3 separate regions of the Mus musculus genome follow, and regions 1 and 2 are each linked to region 3. Evidence: chromatin contacts called from public Hi-C data. All regions are on one chromosome and are shown on one strand. Each heading gives the region's core, a stretch centred on a gene start, on an enhancer-like site or on the middle of the called end of the contact. The rest is flanking DNA. Distances are from core to core; before and after follow the strand shown. Region 1 overlaps Plcb1 (phospholipase C, beta 1). Region 2 overlaps Plcb1 (phospholipase C, beta 1). Region 3 overlaps Plcb1 (phospholipase C, beta 1).

What was found. Hi-C and Micro-C count contacts between places; a contact is called where the count stands out from the background.
Region 1: a Hi-C map of liver shows a contact between it and region 3, with 2.1 times the contacts expected there. The contact joins two enhancer-like sites. A contact is called at or near these places in 2 of 484 Hi-C or Micro-C datasets (both in liver) and 3 of 9 other capture datasets (adipose tissue, liver and pancreatic islet).
Region 2: a contact with region 3 is called in a Hi-C map of liver, with 3 times the contacts expected there. The contact joins two enhancer-like sites. A contact is called at or near these places in 2 of 484 Hi-C or Micro-C datasets (the N1E-115 cell line and liver) and 1 of 9 other capture datasets (pancreatic islet).

The regions. Positions count from the first base shown.
Region 1 is chr2:134,929,741-134,932,798 of GRCm38.p6, forward strand. The region is part of intron 2 of Plcb1 (phospholipase C, beta 1); the gene reads left to right. It overlaps Gm39941 (a long non-coding RNA gene), which reads left to right. Exons shown (of 2, transcript XR_866761.2): 1 at 1-474; 2 at 1,324-3,058. Among named protein-coding and RNA genes, the nearest start is that of Gm39941, 14 kb to the left of the region's middle. Within about 2 kb of position 1,426, at least 16 of the 459 cell types and tissues checked have an H3K27ac peak or open chromatin away from gene starts, as enhancers often do. A contact at or near this core is called in liver, where this site is marked.
Region 2 is chr2:134,955,220-134,958,318 of GRCm38.p6, forward strand. All of the region lies in intron 2 of Plcb1 (phospholipase C, beta 1), which reads left to right. Among named protein-coding and RNA genes, the nearest start is that of Gm39941, 39 kb to the left of the region's middle. Within about 2 kb of position 1,377, at least 2 of the 459 cell types and tissues checked have an H3K27ac peak or open chromatin away from gene starts, as enhancers often do. A contact at or near this core is called in liver, where this site is marked.
Region 3 is chr2:134,798,904-134,801,980 of GRCm38.p6, forward strand. The region is part of intron 1 of Plcb1 (phospholipase C, beta 1); the gene reads left to right. It also overlaps the pseudogene Gm14036. Among named protein-coding and RNA genes, the nearest start is that of Plcb1, 14 kb to the left of the region's middle. Within about 2 kb of position 1,563, at least 7 of the 459 cell types and tissues checked have an H3K27ac peak or open chromatin away from gene starts, as enhancers often do. A contact at or near this core is called in liver, where this site is marked.

The sequences.
Region 1 (3,058 bases), core at 176-2,675, 130 kb after region 3:
CTCACACATTTCCAGTGCTAAGTGTTCTTCTAAGAAAGGGATTATCACACTAACCAGTTAAGGGAGTTTGCCAGAAATAAAGCACCCAGGGAATTATTCTTCAGGTTGTATTGTGGCTGCTGTGTCTAAGAGATCAAGGCAGGTTGTTGGGCTTCTGAGGCCAGCAAAAGGCCCTAAAGATAAAATGTTTATTGTAGGTCTGTAGCATATTGTCTTCCTTCCTTTCTTCCTTCCTTGCTTCCTTCCAACCTTCCTTCCTTCTTTTAAACTATATTTGAAATTTAAAATAATGTTGTTTTGAAAGAAACGATGCACATTATTATATTAGCATTTTAATCAGCTTCAAGTAGCCGAACCAAAGCTTAAAATTTGTGATTCTACATCTGCCCCCAAGGAATCCTATGTAGCAACATGAAAGAGTGAAGTCTGATATTTACAGCCTTGGGTGTCCTTCTAAAACATGATGCTGAGGAGGTAAGCTTATACATCTTATATTTGCATGAATTTGGAAACAAACAAAATTAATCTGTAGTATCTAAAGAAATCCTGGTTGCTTCAGGCCCGAGATTGACTAAGAACATGGGGGCCCTCCAGGTCATGCAGATAACCCACATGTTAGTAGGGTGTGCATAATGTGAGTGCTTCTATCAAAATTCACAAATGTATACTAAAATATCTATATTTGTACCACATCAACACTTGTAAAAGTAAAATACTTTGTTATGAAGTCAATTATTAAAAAAAAAACCCTGAAAACAGATAAAAGTGAATTGGCCTTTATTGGTCTTACAGCAGTTTCATCTACAATGTTAGATATTTGAGTGGGTATATCTATTCTGTTACAGTGCATATTTGCGAGCCTCAGGATCCCTCTGAGACTATGTCTGGTCTAGAAAGCATTGCATTCATTTATAGTTTTCTGCAATCAGTGGGAGCTTGATTGAGTTAGAAAGCGTACCATTTGAATTTCACTGTGATCTATCTTCCTTTTTAGAAATGAGAGGAGAGACGTACTTAACTGTGTTTGATTGAGTGACAGTTGATAGATCTTGTTTCTCAGTGTGAGGCTAGGTTTAATCTCTATTAAATGCACATGTCACTTCTCAGATGCTGGCTGGCTTGATGATTTGAAAGGACCTCGGGTAATAAGCAAATATTTCTATGACTCTAGAGTCACTGTTTGCTCTTAGCAGGACCTAGGTTTTTCTCAGTTGCCACTTATACTTGGCTAGGGAGCTGAAGACAGTCAAATTCTAAGGCCACTAGCTGATGATCTAGTTGATGCCCTAAGTCTGTGATTAATCTATATTGTATTCTTGGCAGAAACACATAATTACAAATGAGGGATTGGATTGTGCCCTCAGGAGGAACGTGAGTCCCTGATCTATACCCACAGTGCCAGTTCGCTGCTTAGTTGGTGCCTTCTGTGGACAAGGTACAGTGATTTGGAGGTGACCCTTGCTCTTTGTAGAATTTTGAAGTGTTTGAGAGGGTGCTTAACCTCTACTCCAGCATGACTTTTCTTTAAAGCAGAATGCAACACATTTTTTTCGGATCAGAAAATGCAACAGCAGAGACCAGTGCCGTTTATGTCTTTGAAAAATGTGCTATATAGCAGCTGTCCCAAGATGTACCAACTAGCTCAGGGATGGATGGCTCATATCATGTGCTGGGCTCCGGGATGCTCTTCCGGATGGCCAGTGTAACTGTTGCTTCACTGCTTCCAATGCTCCTGCAGGTCTCTTGTGTCCCAGCCTAATGAGAAACTCTCAGAACTCGTTTCGCCTAAATACTAAAGAGTCACCGTACCTTGCTGATCATGACATTCAACTGGAGAAAATTATCCTGGAAACCAGAAGGTCTATCAGGCAAACTCGGGTTATTGACAGGCTAAGAACATTTGTCAGGGCACTGGATTTCTTCTTCAAAGAGAAAGAAATATCTCCCTCTTCCCAGAGTCATTAGATATAAGCTCCCCCTTTTCTGTTTCAGACTGTAGTCTCTCATATAACAAAAAGGGGTGTGTGGAATCCTTCTTATCCTTGAAGGTCATGTTCAGCTCTTATTTTGTCCTTTTCCACTCCCATTAAATTTCTTGTCTCCAAGTCTTGCTTACCCTGTTTCCTCTGATTCTGGACCAAGGCAGCCTGCTAAGCCTGCAAGAACACCAGGCAGGCAAAGGGAGTCTGAATGTTTGCCTAAACTCTCTGAGCTGTTAAAGTGAAACACTGAGGGCAAAGGCTAACTGCAAGTGATGGAATTAAATATTTACCATGTTAGCCATGACCACTCAGGGGTTTCAGGAAAAGCTAACCATATTGCATGGAGTTTTTTCTCCTGCTTTCCAGATGATATCCAGTCTCGAGTAAATTTGCCAGCTCTCGGGGAACGCTATTCAGCAACATTAATTTCTTTGCCTACTTACAGTTTCAAGCAATTATAATCTTGGCAGTTTCACCTGCCTTGAGTAAGAACTTGTACACTTTGTTGATATCTGGCAGAACTAACACTCTCCTGCAAAGACTTACGTTTCAATACTGCTAATTCTACAAGGCACTTGAGCTGTGGATTAGCGTTTTATGGACATTTGGGCCAAAGTTTTATTACTCAATTGTCTCAAATGGAAAAATATATTTAAAAAAAAAACAAGACATTTGGGGTTTGTGTTCTTTTTTCAATGCCCTTATTAAGTTAGTTGGTTTTGTAAGGTGCTAGGTATTGGAACACTAACTCATATTGGATACTCCGCTGTAGAAATTGACATAATGAGTATTGACTTGGGGCTCAACCTTCTTTAGGAAGAACCATGTCAGCTCAGAGCTCCTAAGAGGGTGGCAGGTACATTTTCAGTGACTGTATTATAATCTCACTTCTTTTTCTCGTTTTTTCACTTCCCTTCCCCCTCTCCTCTTTAGCCTCCCTCCCCCTTTTCCTCTTCCCATTTCTACCCTCCCCTTCCTAGCCCTCCTCTTTTTCTCTATTCCCCTCACATTCCTTCTCTTTTTTTATTTCTCCATTGCCTTTATTTTCCTTCCATTCCTTTCTAACTGATCTCACA
Region 2 (3,099 bases), core at 127-2,626, 160 kb after region 3:
ATACTGGAGGGTTCAGGATTGAGAGACGTGGCCAAACTTCCCAGGGATTTGTAGGTCTAAAAGTTATGATGCAGGTTTTCTATTTTCCACATGCTTAAATCTGTCATGTCCTGACAGTCAATGAACATCCATGGTTCTCATATAGCTGAACACATGCTTATACCTGAAAGGTATGTTAATTACTTATGGGTTCACTCATAAAGAAATTTCAAGTACTGTTGCTTTTCTCCATAGGTCTGTATTCTGTCAGCAGTACTGTACCATCCTAATAATTTTGCTAAGTTAGTAGTATACATTCTTTTATTAATACTGTACTGTCTTACAAGAATGAAGTACTACAGTGGTCTGACTCCGGGAGAATTCTAAAGTAGAAAGTGCAGAACCTGTTGAGTAATTCTATGTTTTGTGATGTATGAAAGGAGATGACCATCTGGGACAGGGATAACTAACTTAGAAGTCTCTGATAAAGAGAGCTGGGTTTGCATTGTTTTTACCCAGTTGTCAGAAAAGAATTGAGTCTTTTCTTGTATGCTAGTGGCTCTGCTTGATATAACTTATCTAAATGAATGTGCACATCTCAAATGTATCATTCAGTGAATGTGAACAGTAGCATACAGCTGTGTAACTGTAATGTAGCTCCTCACAGAACATTTTCAGCCTTCCAGAAAATTCTTGTGTGCCTCTGCATTCAGCACCTCTCAGCCCTCCACTTAGAAGACACCTAGAAAGAGTGAAGATCCGTGACCTACCCAGCATCTGGGTGTTCTCGCTTGTCAACCGAGTTGAATCAATGTCTTGGTCATCGTTTTTGTTTGTCACTCAACACAGTGGTCTTAAATTTCATTCTGGTTACTGCCAAGTTGCATTGCTCATTTTTATTGCCATGTAGCACTCCTTATATGATTTTACTACAGTGTGCTTGTCTTTCTTTTGGTGAGGGATGCTTCAGTTGTTTGCAGTTTGGGGTTAGTGTGACTAAAGCTGCCATTATCAATCTTAGCACTGGTCCAATGTGGATGTGTTGTCTTCTTTCTCAAGCAATTACATAGGCATGGGCTTGTTGAATCACAGGGCATGTGCCTGTTAAAGTTACCAGAATCTCCCAGCTTTCTGAAATGTTAGTGTCACTGTATAGATTCATCAGGTGTTCATGAGAGAATAAGAGTGGTTGTAATCACAGTCCTGATCACTTCCACCGTCTCTTATCAAGATGTTGGGAGAGGTCACCAGGATGAGGCTGGCGGGGATGGTGCTAGAAAGGTAATGGGTCCTTCTGCAGACAGCAGGACAGGCATATTTACTGCTTGAACTCCTCCACCAGCAACTTCTGCCAACCTTCCATTAAGAGTTACACCATCACCGCTGGCTGTATTACAAAATTAATTCCTGGACTGGTTTTCAGACCACCTGCACCTTGATCTCTTGCTGAACACCCACACTAGACTCTTGTTGCTTCACAAACTCTCTTCTGCATTTGGTAATTTTCTTGGTTGATCCACATATCCTCGAAGCTTCCTAGTTACAACATATCTCCCTAAATAGGTGTACACTGACAGCTCCCGGCCTCTGTTTGCCTGTACCAAGGCCCTAGGAGTGACTTAATGTCTACAAAGGACTCAGCTCAGGATCTAACACAAAACAGGAGCTCAGCAAAGGCTGAGTATGAGTCTTTCCATCATGGTATTTTCTGACTTTCTTCTTATAAATGAGTAGAACAGACCTCCATCCTGAGTCCAAGTCTCTTAATGTATAATCCTAGTAAAAGACTCTCCTGGGAATTAGTGATTTTTAAAAGGGCTGGGAAGAACTAACTATGTGTAAGCCTTCCCTGTAAGAAGGGAGCATGAGAGGTGCTGTATTGACAGCAGGGATAACAACTTCAACAAGCAGTAAATTTGCTGGCAACATGCTCTAGAATTTTCTGTCCACGGTTCTTTTTTCCTTTTTTTTTCCTTTCCTTTCCTTTCCTTTCCTTTCCTTTCCTTTCCTTTCCTTTCCTTTCCTTTCCTTTCCTTTCCTTTCCTTTCCTTTCCTTCCCCTTTCCCTTTCCCTTCCCCTTCCCCTTCCCCTTCCTCTTTCCCTTCCCCTTCCCTTCCCTTTCCCTTCCCCTTTCCCTTCCCCTTTCCCCTTCCCCTTCCCCTTCCCCTTTCCCTTCCCCTTCCCTTCCCTTTCCCTTCCCCTTTCCCTTCCCCTTTCCCCTTCCCCTTCCCCTTCCCCTTTCCCTTCCCCTTTCCCCTTCCCCTTCCCCTTCCCCTTCCCCTTCCCCTTCCCCTTCCCCTTCCCCTTCCCCTTTCCCTTTCCCTTCCCTTCCCTTTCCTCTTCTTTATCATTTTCTTTGTTTACATCTCAACTGTTATCCCCCTTCCTGATATCCCCTCTACAATCCTCCCACTCCATCCCCTTCCCATTTGCCTCTATGAGGGTGCTCTTCCACCCATTCACCCAATCCCGCCTCACTGCTCTAGTATTCCCTTTAACTGGGGTATCAAGCCTCCACAGGACCAAGGGCCTTCCTTCTTCTTGATGCTAGATAAGGCCATCCTCTATTACATATGTAGCTGGAGTCCTGGAGTCCTCCAGTTTGGTTGGTGGTTTAGTCCCTGGGAGCTGTGGCTAGTCCCATTAGTTGATAATGCTCTTTCTATGGGGTTGCAATCCCCTTCAGCTCCTTCAGTTCTTCTCCTAGCTCTCCCACTGGGGTCCTTGGGTTCAGTCTGAGGGTTGGCTGTGAGCATCTGCATCAGTCTTAGTCAGGTGCTGGCAGAGCTTCTCAGGGGAAGCCATACCAGGCTCCTGTCAGTATTTCTTAGCATCAGCAATAGTGTCGGGCGTTTGATGTCTGCCGACTGGATGAATCCCTAGGTAGAGCAATATCTGGATGGCTTTTCCTTTTGTCTGGCCTCCATTCTTGTGAATAACATATTTATGCTAGTTACAAATTTCTGAAATGCTTTCTCAGCAATTGGCCAAGGAATTCTTATGGGCATTCACTGTAAGACACAGTCTTGGAGAACTATTGCAGACCTTAACATTCCTATATGCTTGAATTGGGACTCTTTGGATTTCCTTTTCTATTCACAATGTTAAATATTAAAGACA
Region 3 (3,077 bases), core at 313-2,812:
AGTTTGTTCCAGGCCTCTTTTCTTGGCATGGGTAGCTGTTTTCCTCTCTGTCTCTTTCAGGTTGTGTCTGTGCCCCAGGTTCTTCTTCTTCTAAGGATACTTGGATTAGCACCCACCCTGAAGACTTCTTGACTTAACCATATCTTTAAAGAAACTATCTCCCAATAAGGGCATGCTTAGAGTTCTTCAGCATCTTGCAGGGGAGAAAACACAGATCAGCCTGTAGCCTACCTGAGTCAGGTAAAGAGTAGCTTGCCAACACGGAAAATCTCCAGATGAGATTGACAGAAAAGAAAACTGAGTTTCCTTGCTGTTGCCATCAGTGTTTGTAGTTTCACTGTCCCATAGAAATATATTAGGATCACATGAGATTTTTTATGTGTGTATGAATATATACGTATGTGCATGACAGATACAGGTAGATCCATGGGCACACTAGCAGTCCAGCTTGATCTACTTGGTGAGTTCAAGGCCAGAGACGTGTCTCTCATATAGTAGGGAATGCCTGAGGAGTATAACCCTAGGTTGTTATTGCCTTCCTGACTCACAGCCTCACTATTGTGGATCTCAAAAGTATAACTCTGGCCCAGCAGAATCATCACCTCTGTTGGCTTATTAGAAGTGTGAATTCCCAGACTCTATCCTACACATAGCAAAAAAGTTCCCTCCTTTTTTACTTAACTCCATGGAATGGGTCCTGCAATCCATTTTAAGAACTCAGTACTTTCGTTGTACCTGAAAATTTCAAAACTATCATCTTATGGAATTACCATGCTATTGATATTGATGAAGAAAGAAAAAAACACAAAACCTTTTGTGTTGGTTAGGATTTTTTAAAGAGGCGAGCTAGATGTTGGACGGATTCTGGAGTCATCTGGAAAGAAAGAGCCTCAACTGAGAAAATGCTTGTATTTGATTGGAATGTGGGCAAACCTGTGGGACATTTTCTTAATTAAAGATTGTTTTCAGAAAGCCTAGCATACTGTGTGGAGTTGCACCTTTGGGATGGGGGAGGTCCTGCATTGTATAGCAAAACAAGTTGAAAGAGCCATGCAGGGAAAGTCCTTAAACAGCATTCTTTCCTGTCTTCAGCTTCTTTTCCTACTTCTAAGTTCCAGCCTTCAGTTTTTGTCACGGATTCCCCAATAATAGGCTGTAGCCTACAAGCTAAACAAACAAACAAACAAACACCCTTTCCTCTCCAAGTTGCTTTAGGCATTTTATCACAGTGATAGAAAACAAACTATAACAGAAATCCTTTAGTAAACAAACTAAGATCCCCTGTGAGGGTTGGCTCAATTCTAGAGTAGCCAACTGATCTAAGAATCACAGCCCTGGGAGTGAGAGGATGACTGTATTTCAGACATCACTCCTAGGCACATATTCTGACAGTTAATATGTAGCATCTTGGCTGAGTAGCTAGTTTGATATGGAGAGAATACAGACTTTTACAGCTCCGTAGCAAATGAAACTGGAAATGACAATTTGTGTATTTCTGAGTCAGACCAGGCCTTGAATGCCAAGAATGCTGAATTCCAGTTGGTCCTGGAATGTTTGATTATGAAGGAAGGGGGCATGAGGCCAAGACAAATGATCACTGACTGAGGACCTGTACCCAAGTATGGGGGCAGGAAGGAGAACAAATACACTAGAATTGGCAGTATACAATTGAAGCAAAGGGACTTAATACACAGAGACCACAATAAAAATTTAATAGACTTTGATCTTTTCACTTTAATGCTTGGTTTTTGTAGATTCTTGCAGAGAATTGTCACCAAGATCTTTTTAATGGGATCTTGTTCATTGCTCTGATAAGAAGAGGAGGTGACATGAAAATGATAATTCATACTTACAGGTTAGTTCAAGTTGGTCTGTAAGTTAGGGGGCATGCTGTGTGAAGCTCGCACCTGTACATTAGTTCTGGTTGGTCAGGAAGCTGGAGGAGGTGCTGTGTGCAGCTCGACAGTATTTTCATTTTGCTCACCTTAGGAAGAACAGATGATAGAAGATGGCTGCAAATGCTTCTGTGAGCTGTCAAGTGCGTAATCTCACAGAAGCCTAAAACGTCTTCGAATTATTCCTGCATTTTAAGATCAAAATTTTATTTCCAAGTGTCTTCTTTTTTTGACACTTAAAGTTTAAGTTTTCCACTCCTTATGAAGTTCTATGCAACTGTGCAATTCTTTTAAATAATTTTTCAAGCTGTAGGTTAAGAATGTGTGGGAAGAGACTGGACAGGTAGCTCAGTGGTTGAGAGCACAGACCGCTATTCCAGTTTGGTTTCCAGCACTTGCACCTGCACCTGCATATTTGCTGATAACTGTTGGAACACCAGTCCTAGTATACCCATCATTGTTTTCTGACCTCTGTGAACAATAGATATGCAAGTGGCTCACAGATGTGTGTAAAGACTAAACACCCATACACATAAAATAAATACAGTTTTAAAGAAGTGGTCAAAATGAATGCCTAAAGAATATCAGAATAAGATAGGATTGTGGTTGCTTCAAAATATTTAATATAGACCTACTACATGAGCCAGAAATTCCTCTGTTCAATATCTACTGAAAATAATTGAAAGTAAAGTCTCAAAGAGATGTCCCTGCTTCTTTGTCTACAGTAACATTATTGGCAGCTACCAAAGCAAGTTACCCAAATGTCCACCGAAAGATGAGTAGATAGTCAAACATGGTGCATCTATGATACAGAGCCTCAGAGAGAAAGGCTGGTCCACATGCTGTAGCATGAATGTACATGGAGAGCATTTTGCAAAGTGAAAAATAAGCCAGGTGGAAAGGATCCTTTGTATGCTTTCATTTATAACATAGAATAATCTTTTTTTTTTTTGAGACAGGAAGTAGAATTGTAGTTATTAGAGCTGTGGAAGGCAGGACTAGAAAGTGATGTTTAAACTATTGTGGCATTTCTGTTAGGGATGGTGACGTGTTTCTGCCACTGTGGACACTGGTACAGTAATATACGTGTATGTGCATTTGACTACAGTGACACACAGCTGCAAACTTACCAGTGCTAAAATTTATGTTATATCTGTTTTACTTAATAAATACATGTCAACA